Linked DNA regions of Hordeum vulgare: region 2 is linked to region 1. Evidence: chromatin contacts called from public Hi-C data. All regions are on one chromosome and are shown on one strand. The core of a region is the stretch at or near the end of the contact, and the rest is flanking DNA. Distances in the headings are between cores, read along the strand shown. Region 1 holds the start of LOC123395514 (cyclin-A3-2-like). Region 2 holds the start of LOC123394957.

Region 1 (6,985 bases), core at 573-3,072:
GCTTATACTTGTCCCGAATTGCTGGTAATGATGGACCTTTTCTGTTGAGCTGCAAATCATGTATGGCTATAATGCAATCCTTCAGCTCTGATGCCCCGTAGCCCGTCAGTTTATGCATTTCCTTGCCCTGCAACCACATAATCACAGGATAGCTTTAGCTTTGACAACTTTCAAATGTCGAAAGCAACATTCAAAGCTTTGACATTCTACGTCTCCACTCTTACCCAAGGATTAGTGTCTGGTCCAATGGTCAGCCTAGCAAGAAAAATTGATGAAGCTGCAACCACTGATGGCAAGAACCGGAGACAGCTGTAGTCCAGAAGACTCAGCTCAGCAAGATAGCTACCCATGAACTCCAGTAATAAGCTGGAGCGCTGTGACAAGCATGCAAAAATAACTTCAGGCATCCACACACATAAGCAGTTGAGGAAGAATTAAACCAGATGGGTCCAATATGGAGGATTTAAAGGATTGGTAGTAGTCACCTTCTTGTCTTCTGGTCCAGATCTTGTAAACCGCCTGAAATAAGCAAAACATGGGGGGGAATGCACAAAGATTCAGTTAGACACAGAATGAAAATAGGCAGAGATTATGAACTATTGGATCAGTGACAGTATGCCACCTAATGAAGGTCTTGATGGTCGGACTGCCTATCTCGAAGTTGAGGAGCTTGAGTATGTCGCTCTCCATGGTGAGGAGCTCCTGCCTGGTGTAGGTGTTGTCAGTGATGTAGCAGAAGTCCTCCACATGCGGGGGGCTGATCTCCTCGTACTTCCTGCAACCACCCCAAAGCCAACCCTACTCAATCAATCCTCAAAATCTCTTCGGACCCTTCAAGGCATTGGAACGGGAGGCTGCGCTTACGAGGCAATGAGCATTGCGGCGACGCCAAGGAGCTGCAGCCTGTTGCGGCTGAGCGGGTTGGCGGAGAGGAAGCGGTCGACATAGGAGACGGTGAGGTAGAGCGTGTCGGCGACGAGCTTGTACTCCTCGGCGACCTCGACGAGCCAGTCGATTAGGATAGCCCGCATGTTGGCCGTCACGTCGGTCTGCACCGTCTCGATGTAATCCGCCGCCGGCCGGCGCGGCGCCTCCACCTGCACACCCACATTTGGACGAACCAACGATTAGACCTCAGAGCAGTGGTTCCCACCTAACCCCAGCGCCAGCGGATCGAGGCATCCGACGGCCAGGAATGGAGATCGGGAATGGGAGTGCCGTACCTCCATAGTGCGGAGGTAGGTGTAGATGTCGGAGGCGTAGGACCCGCTGAGCTGGGCCTCGCCGCGGCCCCCGCCGCCGCTGACCTCCTCCCCGGCGGGGGACGGCGAGGTGGACGCGCACCTGCTCACGTCCCCGTGCTCGTCCTCCCCCTCGGCCGCAGCCGCGGGCTTGGCGGGCTTGGACGGCTGGCGGAGGGCGACCCCCGCGTTGGAGACGATGGGGAGCTCGCTGAGCGCCACCCGCTTCCGCTTGGCGCCGCCGGAGGGCCCCGCGGAGCAGGTGGCGGCGCGCTTGGCCGCGGCACGGGTGAGCCGGGGGCCCGCCGCGGGGGCCGCGTTCTCCTTGTCGGCCATGGTCGGCGGGCTGGTGCTCACCGGGGTAGGGCTTTGGGATTCGGTGCGCGGCGGGGGAGGTGGGAGGCGGGAGGCGGAGGCGGTTATGTAGAGAGGATTGGAGGAATGGGAGGGAAGATGGCCGCCAAAACACGCGAATTCGAAGAGGAGGAGGGAGAAGAAGCCCGCGCGGCGCTGGGTTGAGCTCTGGTCTGGTTTCGCTTGGTGGGATTGGAGAAATTTGGGGGATTTTGGGCGAGTGGAGCGCACGTGCTGGCGAGAGGTGGGCGGTAAAAGTTTTAAAATAATGCGGAAATCCCGCGGCGCCTGCCAGCTCCCCCCCTCCCAAATCGTACTGGGCCTTCCGCGTTCCAGCACGAAACAGCACACTCCTCCCAATAGGGTTTTTTCTTTTCCTGGCCCAGTATTCTTTCGGCCGCGAAATTGTATTTCGGTGGCGATGTCATCGTTGTTAAAATATTACTGTTCTCTTTCTTTTTGCGAGAGACTGCGAGTTTTTTTTCATGTGGTTCTTTATTTTATGTTTTTTGCAGGATAAAAGAGTTTTATTCCTCTGAAATAGTGTTACAATCTGTTAAAATAAGATGTGTGGTATTGTCTGGAACACGGCGCAACCAACAGATGGTGCTACCTCGAGAGCAACCTATATTAGCTAGACTATGAGCAACTTTATTTTAAAGACGATCAATCTTCTGCGGAATAAAACCACACGATTTCAAAAGCTTCTTGATTTCCATCATAAGATGATCGTAAGCAGATCGTTGGAGAGAGCCATCTGTAAGCGCCGCCACCACGATGGAGCTATCAGATTGAATCATTATAGGAAGATCAGAATGTTGCACACTGAAAGAGACTCCTTCGAGGACAGCACTCATTTCGGACTCAGGGGCATCCTTGCAATGGTATAGATAGGACTGCGCCTTCCGAGTCTGTCGGAATCATACATGAACCTGCCCTCTCGGTTTCCTTTACAAAAGCTCCATCCACCGATAAGGCCACCCAACCTAGAGGTGGTTTTGGCCATGGTTTGATTTCCTTGTGAATGAGAACCGAGCAGCTCGGCGTGTCGACTACGGGCATCTTCCATTTGAGTATGTCTTCCATACCATACCTTTGAGTGTGGCTATACGAACTCAAGTAGCTTAGGATGAATGATCGTGAGATCTCTGGTGGAGGGATCATCTTGTCATGAAGCATATCATTACGCAAACTTCAAATCCGCCATAGCAGGATAATGATCATAGCACGAACTTCCTCGTTGTGGTCGGTCAGGATGCCGAACAGACATTCCTTGCCCGTATCCACAAGCTTCTCCTTAGCCTGCAGCGGCCAGTCTTGTCGCATCAAATCCCAAAGCTCCAGATATTTTGGGCAGATCACCAGGGCATGGAAGGAACTATCCTCCATCGCACCACACACCTGACATGCAGCCTGCACTGGGATATGGTGTCTAGCTTTGCATTCATTTGTTGGCAACGCATCTACAACCACTCTTCACGCAAAGGAACACATTTTGTTTGGAACTTTGCCGTGCCAGATAAGGTTCCACCAAGGGCAATCTCCTTCAGACCTCGCGCTGCAAGCACCATTCCCATTAGTCTGCATGTGCTCTTGCATGGCTAGGTGGTAAGCGGACTTAACACTAAACTGGCCGAACTTACCAGGGAACCAGGATATGAAATCCTCCTCTTGACTTGGGGAGGTTCTGATTGCTCGAATTACTTGCTCATCAGCTGGGGTAAAGAAAGTGTTCAGAAACACGATATCCCGGCTCCCATTGCCCTGGAGGAAATTTGAAACTTTGTTCAGCCGACAATGCCCTTTAGAAGCGATTGGCCTTAAGGATGGGCCTCTTGGAGCCCACGGATTCTTCCACGCTTTAATCATCTTCCCGCTGCCCACTCGCCAAATCATGCCTTTCTTGATTAGTTCCAAACCATGTTCAATTCCACGCCATATAGCACACGCGTTACCTGTAAATACCATGTCGACCAATCTGCCCATAGGATAATATTTAGCAATGAGAAGCCGTGCAACCAACCTTCCTGGATTCATGAGAAGTCTCCAAGCTTGCTTGGCCACGAGGGCCTGGTTGAAAGCCCTCATATCTCGAAAGCCCATGCCTCCCATAGACTTCGGCAATATCATTTTATCCCATGAGACCCATGCCATCTTCCTCTTTCCCTCTTCGACCCCCACCAATATTGCCTAATGAGACGAGTCAATTCATCACAAACTGACAGGAGTTACTTGAACACGCTCATAGTATATGTAGGTATTGCTTGTGCTACAACTTTTTATGAGAATTTCCTTGCTCGCCATAGACATATATCTCTCACTCCAATCTTCAAATCGTTTAGCTAATTTCGCTAGCAAGGGCTGTAAAATACCCTTACTCATTCTGCCTTTTGGAATCGGTAAGCCCAAATACTTGGGGTCGAACACCTCCTGTGTTATATCAAGAATGCTCTTTATGCTATCGAAGATATACATTTGACAATTGTCGAAGAATAAGATGGAGCACTTGACCGGGTTTATAAGTTGTCCCGTCGCACTTGCATGCGTGCTCAACGCCTCTTTGACAATCATAGCTTGGTCAGGTCTCGCTTTAAAGGAAAGGAGGGTATCATCTGCAAATAATAGATGGGATATTGTCGGCGCCCTTCTGCAGATTTTCAGAGCTTCCAATCCCTCATCACGTATAGCTTTATTCAACAAAGCAAAGAGAGCATCAGCCACAAATAGGAACAAAAAAGGGGATAGAGGGTCACCTTGTCGAAGGCCACGAGAAGGTGAGAATTGATCCAAGAGTTTCCCATTAAACTTGATAGAGTACTTGACAGATTTAACACACACCATTATACGATTGACGCAAGTACAAGAAAATCCCCATTTAAGCAATGCATTCTCCAAGAAATCCCAGCCCACTCTATCGTAAGCTTTTGACAGATCCAATTTATAAGCACAATACGAATCCTCCTGGCGCGAGTTTGAATATGATGGATACACTAAAAAGCGATGGTGGTGTTATCAGATATTAATCGACCTGGGATGAACGCGCTCTGGTGTTCAAAGATTACATCCATCAACAAGGGACAAAGACGGTTAACGATGCACTTCGACACTACCTTATAAACCACATTACATAGGCCTATTGGTCTGAAGTCCTTCAAATCTGTTGGCCATGATACTTGAGGAATCAGAACAATTGCAGTGGCGTTAACACCGGGTGGCATATGTCAAGTGGAGAAAAATTCCAACATTGCGGCAGTAATGTCATTTTTTAGAACTCCCGAGTTGCACTGAAAGAAACGAGCCGGGAATCCATCAGGTCCTCGTGCTTTCATGGGACCAATCTGAAATAAGGCATCTGCAACTTCCTTTTCACATAAGGGGGCATCCAGAGATTCATTCATTTGCTGAGTAACTTTAGACTCAACACACCCTATAAGCCCATGTGAAGAGAATTGAATAAAAAAAATTCGATTAATTAACGAAAAACTAGGCTAAAAGCATTTAAAAAACAAGGCACACGGGGTGATCTCACAACCCACACAAGAACGCGCACAAGTCGTTGAGGAGAAAAACCTCGTTGAGGTTGCAGACCTGCATTGATGGGGATATGTACCTAGGGTAGGGTCATAGGCCTAACCTACAGGTCCTACCCAAGGGAACATCATTAAGGACTTAAATATTTCAAGGAAGATTCCGACTGACTCACCATGAGTCACTTGGTAGGGCATCCACTCGGAGATTTGCTCTGTCCACTCGACACAAGACTTCCACTCGGAAGAATACAAAAGCCAGTCGACCACAAAAGTTCAGAAGTCACTCCAAGGAGGCCAAAGGGCACGCATTCGGCTGGTCAACATAAGTAACATTTATTACGTACGTTAACAGTAACACACACCTTTGCCTTCACTACTCGAACCCTTGGTTGCGTGGGCCTTGATGAGGGGTAGCGCACTCTATATAAGCCACCCCACCCCTGTGACAGAAGGGTTCGCACCCCCTCTAACACACACTCTGTTGGGTAACGTAGCATAAATTCAAAATTTTCCTACGGCATATTCAGATCTTCCTATGGAGAGACCAGCAACGAGAGAGGGGTGAGTGGATCTTCATACCTTTGAAGATCGCTAAGCGGAAGCGTTGCTAGAACGCGGTTGATGGAGTCGTACTCGCGGCGATTCAGATCGCGGTGTGATTCCGATCTAGTGCCGAATCACGACACCTCCACGTTCAACACACGTGCATCCCGGAGAGGTTGGGGAAGATCTCCCGGCAGGGCTTCGCCAAGCACCGTGGGAGAGGAGGAAGAAGAGAGACAGGGTTGCGCCGAGAGAGATGGAAAACCGTGTTCTCAAAGGCCAAAAAAACTGCTATATATAGGGGGGGAGGGTGGCGCCCCCTTTAGGGTTTCCCACCCTAAAGGGGGGCGGCAGCCCTAGATGGGAGAGGGGGTGGCGGCCAGGAGGGGGAGAGGGGGTTGGCGCACCCCTGGTGGGCCTTAGGCCCACCTGACTTAGGGTCCCCCCTTTCCCTCTCTAGGCGCCTTGGGCTATGTGTGGGAGGCGCACCAGCCCACCCAGGGGCTGGTTCCCTCTCACACTTGGCCCATGTATCCTCCTGGGGCTGGTGGCCCCTCCCGGTGGGCCTCCAAAACCCTTCCGTTGGTCCCTACACTTTGCCGATGGCGCCCGAAACATTTCCGTCGTCCAAACCCATCCATCCTATATATCAATCTTTACCTCCGAACCATTCCGGAGCTCCTCGTGACGTCCGGGATCTCATCCGGGACTCTGAACAACCTTCGGTAACCTCGTATAGCAATTTCCTAAAACCCTAGCGTCATCGAACCTTAAGTGTGTAGACCCTACGGGTTCGGGAGGCATGCAGACATGACTGAGACACTCTCTGGCCAATAACCATCAGCGGGATCTGGATACCCATGGTGGCTCCCACATGTTCCATGATGATCTCGTCGCATGAACCACGATGTCAAGGATTCAATCAATCCCATATACAATTCCCTTTGCCTGTCGGTATAGAACTTGCCCGAGATTCGATCGTCGGTATACCCATACCTTGTTCAATCTCGTTACCGGTAATTCTGTTTACTCGTTCCGTAGCACGTCATCCTGTGACTAACTCCTTAGTCACATAGAGCTCATGATGATGTTCTACCGAGTGGGCCCAGTGATACCTCTCTGTCACACGGAGTGACAAATCCCGGTCTCGATTCGTACCAACCCAACAGACACTTTTGGAGATACCCGTAGTGCACCTTTATAGTCACCCAGTTACGTTGTGACGTTTGATACACCCAAAGCACTCCTACGGTATCCGGGAGTTGCACAATCTCACGGTCGAAGGAAAAGACACTTGACATTAGAAAAGCTTTAGCA
Region 2 (7,505 bases), core at 433-2,932, 290 kb after region 1:
ATCAAGGTCAGTATTTCAGACTGAAGTCTGAATGATTAAGTTCAGTTAGCATGTTTTCATCTGCTGCTTCTCAAATTATGAAAACAATGTAGTCATTCAATAACAAATGGAAGGGCATGGAAAATATCAAGCAGGATTTGCATATTCTATGTGACAAACGTCTAAGTACACAAGACAACAACTGTACCAGCATTAAAATCGGACACTCGAAGAAACTATGCAACATGAATTGGATTCCACAGTTCACACCCTTAAAACATGTTTTTGACATGTGTGACTCAAAGTGCAGCAAACTGTTCTGATAATTGCCCTTTTTACAGTGAGTAGTGACAGTTGAATTTCGATTTCCTACACAAAGATAATAAGAGCAGGCTACCAGCCTACCATTAATGGCGTACTTTCCCAGTCCACCTCACATAACGGGTTGACCTAGATTCCACATCAAGTAATTTGCTACTTCTATATGCACACAATTGCAAAAGGTAGCCATGCCAAAATGCATCTTCTTTTGACCAGAGACAATCAAATTCAACTATAATCTATAGGAATGGTATGATTCAGGAGAAAAGCATACCCTGTCTTTATTGAAGATATCACCAACTTGAAGAAGGGATCCCAAAGGGCCTCCACGACAACACGGAACTGATCAGACGGAAGCAGGCCCAACATGCCCGAAACAGTCCTCTTCATTGCATCCACAGTTTCAGGAGGAACATCTCTCTGGACTACACTTAGATCCAAAGGTTCTACATCTTTTATCAAGTTCCAAAGTGAAGATTTCTGCACACAGTACAAGTGCGTCATAATAATGAACAGTATCGGCACATCGATTCGATAGGATTAAAAGATGCTAATCCTATTCCAGATAACCTTTTCCAGTGGAAGGCTGGAGGCTCACAAGAATCTAGTTCTTTGTGAGTGGGAGGTAAATAACCTCCTCACGCCTGTCTGGAGACACCTCAATCTACAGGTAACCTATTCTATGCTGCTTATGATTTTAGTTTCTATCTACAAGATCTTTTTTTGATAATTTATTATATTGTAGAGTTGCACACATGAATATAGTATATAGCAATTTGTATTTGCTCAAACAAAGGGGCAGAGTTTCGTTTCGCTACTACGGACAGACACCCGCTCCACGGAGGGGCATCGGCATCGGCATCGGCATCGCGCTCACCTCGGGGAACCCGTGGAGATGCCTCCCGCGGGCGTAGAGCTCGTCGGGCGACGCCGCGGAGGAGGCCGCAGCCACCACGACCCCGAGCCTCCTGCGCCGGACGCCGCCGCCCGCCGCCAGTTGAGGAACGGGGGCGCCGAGGAGCCGCCGCCCGGGGACGTGCACGGCCGCCCCCTGCGGCGGCGCGCGGATGCCGGCGGAGATCGGCATGTGCGGGCGGCCGTCGCCGGCGGCGAGACCCCTCTGATTGTCTCGCGAGGTCTGGTGCTTGGTTGGTGGGTGGTGGTTCGTGCGGGCGCCTAGCTGGACCCAGGATAAGCGCCAGCTCGTGTCTCGCTTGCCATGCGGGCCCGGCCGGGCGTAACGCGTGGACGCGCTCCGGCCTTCCCACGTATGGCCTCGCGTGGACCGTCGCGTCACCTTCACCCACCGCGTCGCCTACTGAGTTACCACTGGCGCACCTCCGCCAGCAGAGCAGGCCAAGTTCCCGTGTACCGCGGCGCACAGACTTGCGTCTAACGAAAATCAGATCCGAGTTCTTTTATACACAGAAGTCGGCCGAGCATACAGCCAACCTTATAAGCCTACACTCGTACACTCTATATCTATGAACACCTTAAAAGACACAGTCGACACGTTATGTTAACATTGATAAAGTCGTTATATACGTCTTTGTAGTCGACGGAAACGTCTTCTTTCATTAAAGACATATCGACGAAAGACCTAAAATAAATTTTAAAAAATACAAATATTAATGTCAAGCCCAGAAAAATCAGATGGAGGTGTTCTCTTCGACTACGAAGACGTTTGTGACAACCTTGTTAATTTCTCTTTTTTCTGAACCGGACAACCCCTTTCCATTACTTTGACATAACGGAAATACAGTATCCAAACCAAAAGGAAAACCAGAAAAGGGGTGCGAGTCCAAAGCACTCTTGGAAAACCCACACATAGGCACTCGTCATCGAGCAACCTACCGTAGGGCGAAAACCCAAGAACACCCACTCATCGCACACAGCAATTCAAGATAGTATAAGAAGCTCCAGAAGAAACACAGGTCATCGCCTGAATCCACTCCACGCAGGGAGGCACACAAACTCCTGAACTACTCACCAGAACCAAACATCAAAACAGGATAAACCCACCATCAAGCCTCCTCTGGAGCCACACAGATCCTCATCAAAGTCGATGCATTGCTCTTCAGCATCTTCACCCCTCGCTCCATTGCATCTTTGTCCTCCCCCGTCAACAGCCCTGCCCAATACATTAGGAAGCCACAAGCAGAGTAAATAACATCAAAAGGAGACCTCAGCTTCTTATTCTCAAAGGTCGCACGATTGCGGCAATTCCACAATGCCCAACAAATAGCAGCAAGAGCACAAGTATAAAACCTAGCCCCATTAGGCATATAAGCATAGCACCAAGCATAAAACTGTCAAAGATTACTAGGGCCCTTGCTTGTGCCAAGCATACAACCCACAGTTCTCCATGCCACTCTAGCCACAGGACAAGTAAAGCATAGATGTTGCGAAGTCTCCCTCTCCGAGCAAAATGAACATCTAGGATTACCTTTCCACTTTCTTTTTTCCATCACATCACGCGTGAGAATAGCATCCTGAAACAGTTGCCATAGGAAAATCTGGATCTTCAGAGGCAATTTTGCTCTCCAGATCCATCTAAAGTCACAACCAGCAATATTACTTTCTAAATGCTCATACACAGATTTAGTAGAAAACCTTTTTCCACCCCCAAGCTTCGAGACAAATTTGATCTAGTTCATCAGAGATGACCCAGTCATCAACAGTCCTTTTCAGCTCAGCCCATTGGCCAGCCAACAAAGGAGTCATCTATCTCCTGAAGAAATCATCCCCCTCCCCCGCTTTAAAAACCCTCACAGTAATATCTTTTTGATTCCAAATATAGAACAAATCAGCGTAGGTATTTTTTAACGGGGGTTTAGCATTCACAGAATCATGCCACAACCTAGTAATATTACCAGATTTCAACACCACTTCCCTACCAGCCATATAATGAGGCTTAACTTTCATAATAGCTTTCCAAATAGGAGAGTCCGCAATTTTACTAGTAACTGAGGCCACATCATCTCTTCTGAGATACTTCGCTCTGATCACATCTTGCCACAACCCTTGTTGCGTTTCCAACTTCCACCGCCACTTAACAAGGAGACTAATGTTCTGTTTACGCAAACCTTTCACTCACGGGCCTCCTTTCTTCTTAGATCTACAAATGCGATCCCATCTAACCAAGTGATATCTCTTATTCCCCTCAAATTCTCTCCAAAAGAATTTCTTCCTGTGCTTATCAAGTTTGTAGATGACCATCTTAGGAAGCAAGAACATCGCCATGTAGTAATAAACTATACTGGTAAGAGATGAATTCATCAGGATCAGCCTACCCCCCGAGGAGGCTGCATTACATATCCAAGCCTCACAGCATTTAAGAAACTTTTCATCTACAAACATCCAATCTAGATTCCTGAGGCCAGTAAAACTTACTGGCACCCCCAAATACTTCATGAGGAAATGTCCAATTTGACAATTAAACATGTCAGCATATGTACTCAGGGTATCCTCATCACCTCCCACGCATAAAATCTCGCTCTTCTCAAAATTAATTTTCAGCCCCGACATCGGTTCAAACATGTATAACAAGAGTTTCAGATTAACAGCCGCATTGACATCATGCTCAAAACATATAATTGTATCGTCTGCATACTGGAGAATTGCAACCCCATCATCAATAAGATCAGGAGCAAGACTAGTAAGGAGTTTCTCCCTCTGAGCATTTCTCACCATCTTAGACAATGCCTCAAGAGCAATATTAAACAGGAAAGGAGAAAAAGGATCACCCTGCCTAACCCCTTTATGGCTTTGAAAATATGGACCTTTCTCATTGTTCAGTTTAATGCACACCGTGCCATCATACAAGATTTTCTTCACCCAGCCACACCAAGTGTCTCCAAAACCCCTATTTCTATGACACTCCAGGAGAAAGTCCCAGTTGATCTTATCATAAGCTTTTTCAAAATCTAGCTTCAACACTATCCCCACTTTATTTCCATGTTGCGTGTGATGCAAAACTTCATGCAAAGTCAAGATGCCATCCATGATATTCCTATGCTTAATGAACGCATTTTTATGTCTACTAATCAAAACATCAGAATACAATGCCACCCTGTCATTCAAAACCTTCGTTATTAGCTTATATGGGCACCAGAATAAACAAATGGGTTTGTATTGCTGAATCTTTTTAGCTCCATTCATTTTAGGAAGCAAAGTGATCACCTCATAGTTTAGGCGAGCCACATCTAAAGAATTGTTATGAAAGGCTTCAAACAACTTCATCAAATCATGCTTAACAAATTCACAACAATGCTTATAAAATTCAGCTGGAATATTATCGGGTCCCAGGGCTCTGTTGCTTTCCATAGAAAACAAAGCCTTCTTCACCTCCTCCTCCGTGAACTCTCTAGTAATGAAATCATTATCTTCAATACTAATTTTCTCCTCCATCGACCAAGTATTCGGGTCCAGGTGAAACATGTTCCCATTAGCAGGACCAAACAAATCTTTGTATAACTCACTGGCATGTGCCAACAGGTTAGAGGTCCCCTCAATCACCACATCTCCATTCACAAATGAATGAATCGTATTCTTCCTCTTCCTCCCATTGGCAACTCAATGGAAAAAGGTTGTGTTTCGGTCCCCTTTTAACAGTCACCTCTCATTTGATTGCTGGAGCCAAAGTAGGTCTTCATTAGCTAAGATTTCATTAAACTTGGCACACATTATGGTCCTCTTTTCATAAACTACAGGATCTACTGGACCCATTTCTTCCAACCTCTCAATCTCCTCTAGCTTTTTTTTGATTTCACCTTTCCTTTTCCTACTATGTCCAAACTTGTTGGACCCCCAGCCTTTAAAGTATTTCTTAATGCGCTTCAACTTAATATTGAGAACATCAATAGGGTCTTATGCCCTAACATATTGTTCCCAAATGCTTTTTGCTTTTGGAAGGAAATCTTCATTTTTTTAGCCAGGAAAATTCAAATATAAATTCACGAGTCACAGGAGGTCCCCTCTTATCAGATTTCATGGTCAGCAGCAAAGGGTTATGACCTGACACCTCCCTCGCCAGCTTTCGAACAGAAACCAAAGGATACAGGTCTTCCCAGCTAAAACTCATTAACACCCTATCCAATTTTTCCAAAGTAGGATGATTTTGCTTATACGTCCACGTATATCTACCGCCACCCATATCAATCTCTCTCAGACCCAAGGAATGAATGGCATCATTAAATTTTTCAGTAAACTTAAGATTGCCAGGTTTCTTATTCTTATCGCGCATCCCTCTTATGATATCAAAATCACCCCCTATAATATAAGGGATATCAATGTTACTACATGTAACAAGCATCTCATCTAGGAATTATTCTTTACGATCATCATGGGCAGCTCCATAAACCACAATCAGAGCCCACATACACTTCTTCTTCACATCAAAGACATTTACCTGAACCAGAAAATTCCCTACCATCCAGGAAACCATTTCCAAGCTCTCCTTCTTGACCTCACACAGGATACCCCCCGATCTCCCCACAAAGGGTAAGTAATTCCACACAAAGTTACCAAAAGGATCCATTCTATTTAAGAACTTAGCAGGAAACTCCCTCTTCTTGGTTTCTTGGATCCCAATAAAATCAAGAGAATGGTCTTTAATGATGTCTGCGAAACAGGTAGCCATCCCCTTCCTACCTGCTCCCCTACAGTACCCCATTCATATTACTCATTTTGATTTTTTTCCTCTCCTTGGGGACCCTACTAGGAAGCACAGTAGGGGCACCCTCCTTCTTAGCTGAAGATGTTTCATATTTTTGGCTTCTAGTAACAGGCCTAGCAATCACAACAGGTTTTTTCAGTTTATTTTTCTTTCTATAGCGCACTAGCGTAAACTCATCATCCTCAATATTAACTTCATCCACCCAGTTTAAATCTAGCAGAGTTGGTTCACCATTAGCATTAACCAGAACCGTATTATTCATATTCTCCTCAACCTCTACTTTGTCTACTCTCTCCTTGCTATAATTATTATTCCTAAACTTCTCCAACTCCCTAATTACATCAATATTAACAAAATCATTATCAGGAATAATAACCCCCATCTTAGACGCAGCTAACATCATATTCGGATTAGATAAAGCATCGAAAGAATTATGAATATGCGAATTACCTTCCACATTTCTCTTCTTGACAGCAGCAACAACCTTCAACTGTACATCATCCATCTTACTCTGCACATTACGAAGACTGAATCTCAAGTTTTCCTCAGTTGCCAAGGGAGGAGTAGGAATCACCTCCAAACCCACAGCAGTATCAGGAGATTCCACCCTGTATCCAACATTTCCAGCTTCGAATTCTCCCACCTCAGCATCAACAGTGACAACCTGAGGAATATTCTCACCATATCAACAAAGGATTTCTTATTACTCTCAGGGGATAATGATTTTTCAATTTTTTTTCACCTCCCAACCTCTCAAAACTTACATGTTTCTCTTCCTCCATAAAGTCCATAGCCATAGAATCAATCAACAAGGAGGTATGCAAAGATACATCAGATTCTATACTCTCTTGAGACTCTTGGAGTTGTTCTTTTTTTCCAGCCTGAATGTTGTCATGTTTCCCCTCCTCAAGCCCCCTGGGGGCTTCATCAATTTTAGGTTTCTTACTCAAGTTTGTATCAATCTCATCAGACTTCTCCTTATCCCTGCTCCTCACTGAGCTATGGATGAATTCACCCCTATTAGGATCCTTTACCCAAACCTGGTCCACCTCATAATAGAAATCATAAAAATGATCACCCAGAACAGCCTCAGCCACAGAGGGGTATCATCAACATTTCTGCACCCGATCTTCACCCTAGCAGAAGCTGGGCGATGTAAGGTTGCATTATCAATCTCCAAGGGAACACCCACCAAGGAAGCAACATAAGCCATATTTCTTTCACTTCTTTTATCAAGGGGGCACATTACTAATTTTTACCTAGGCAACTTCCATCACCCCCTTAGATCCAACAGCTGATGACCACTTAGTCACATTGATAACATCACCACTAGTCTTAAGAACAATTCTACCCACATAACATATTTGAGCTACAGCCCTGGGATTAGGAATCTCACCACAAAGACTCCAGGACCAATAGCATGAGCCGAACATCGCCATCCTGCGGCTAGATAATCATTCAGGTCAAGTTCCATTTTCCTAGTAGAAGTCTCACCTTCTACAATATTGACTACGATGTTATTAGACCT

The links. Hi-C and Micro-C count contacts between places; a contact is called where the count stands out from the background.
Region 2: a contact with region 1 is called in a Hi-C map of leaf, with 4 times the contacts expected there. The contact joins the promoter of LOC123394957 here to the promoter of LOC123395514 in region 1. A contact is called at or near these places in 3 of 6 Hi-C or Micro-C datasets (leaf and seedling).

What each region holds. Positions count from the first base shown.
Region 1 is chr5H:70,580,694-70,587,678 of MorexV3_pseudomolecules_assembly, forward strand. LOC123395514 (cyclin-A3-2-like) reads right to left here and starts at 1,823. Exons shown (of 7, transcript XM_045090516.1): 1 at 1,224-1,823; 2 at 865-1,097; 3 at 623-775; 4 at 486-519; 5 at 225-374; 6 at 1-127. The coding sequence starts at 1,577.
Region 2 is chr5H:70,873,060-70,880,564 of MorexV3_pseudomolecules_assembly, forward strand. LOC123394957 reads right to left here and starts at 1,683. Exons shown (of 6, transcript XM_045089862.1): 1 at 1,178-1,683; 2 at 575-780. The coding sequence starts at 1,387.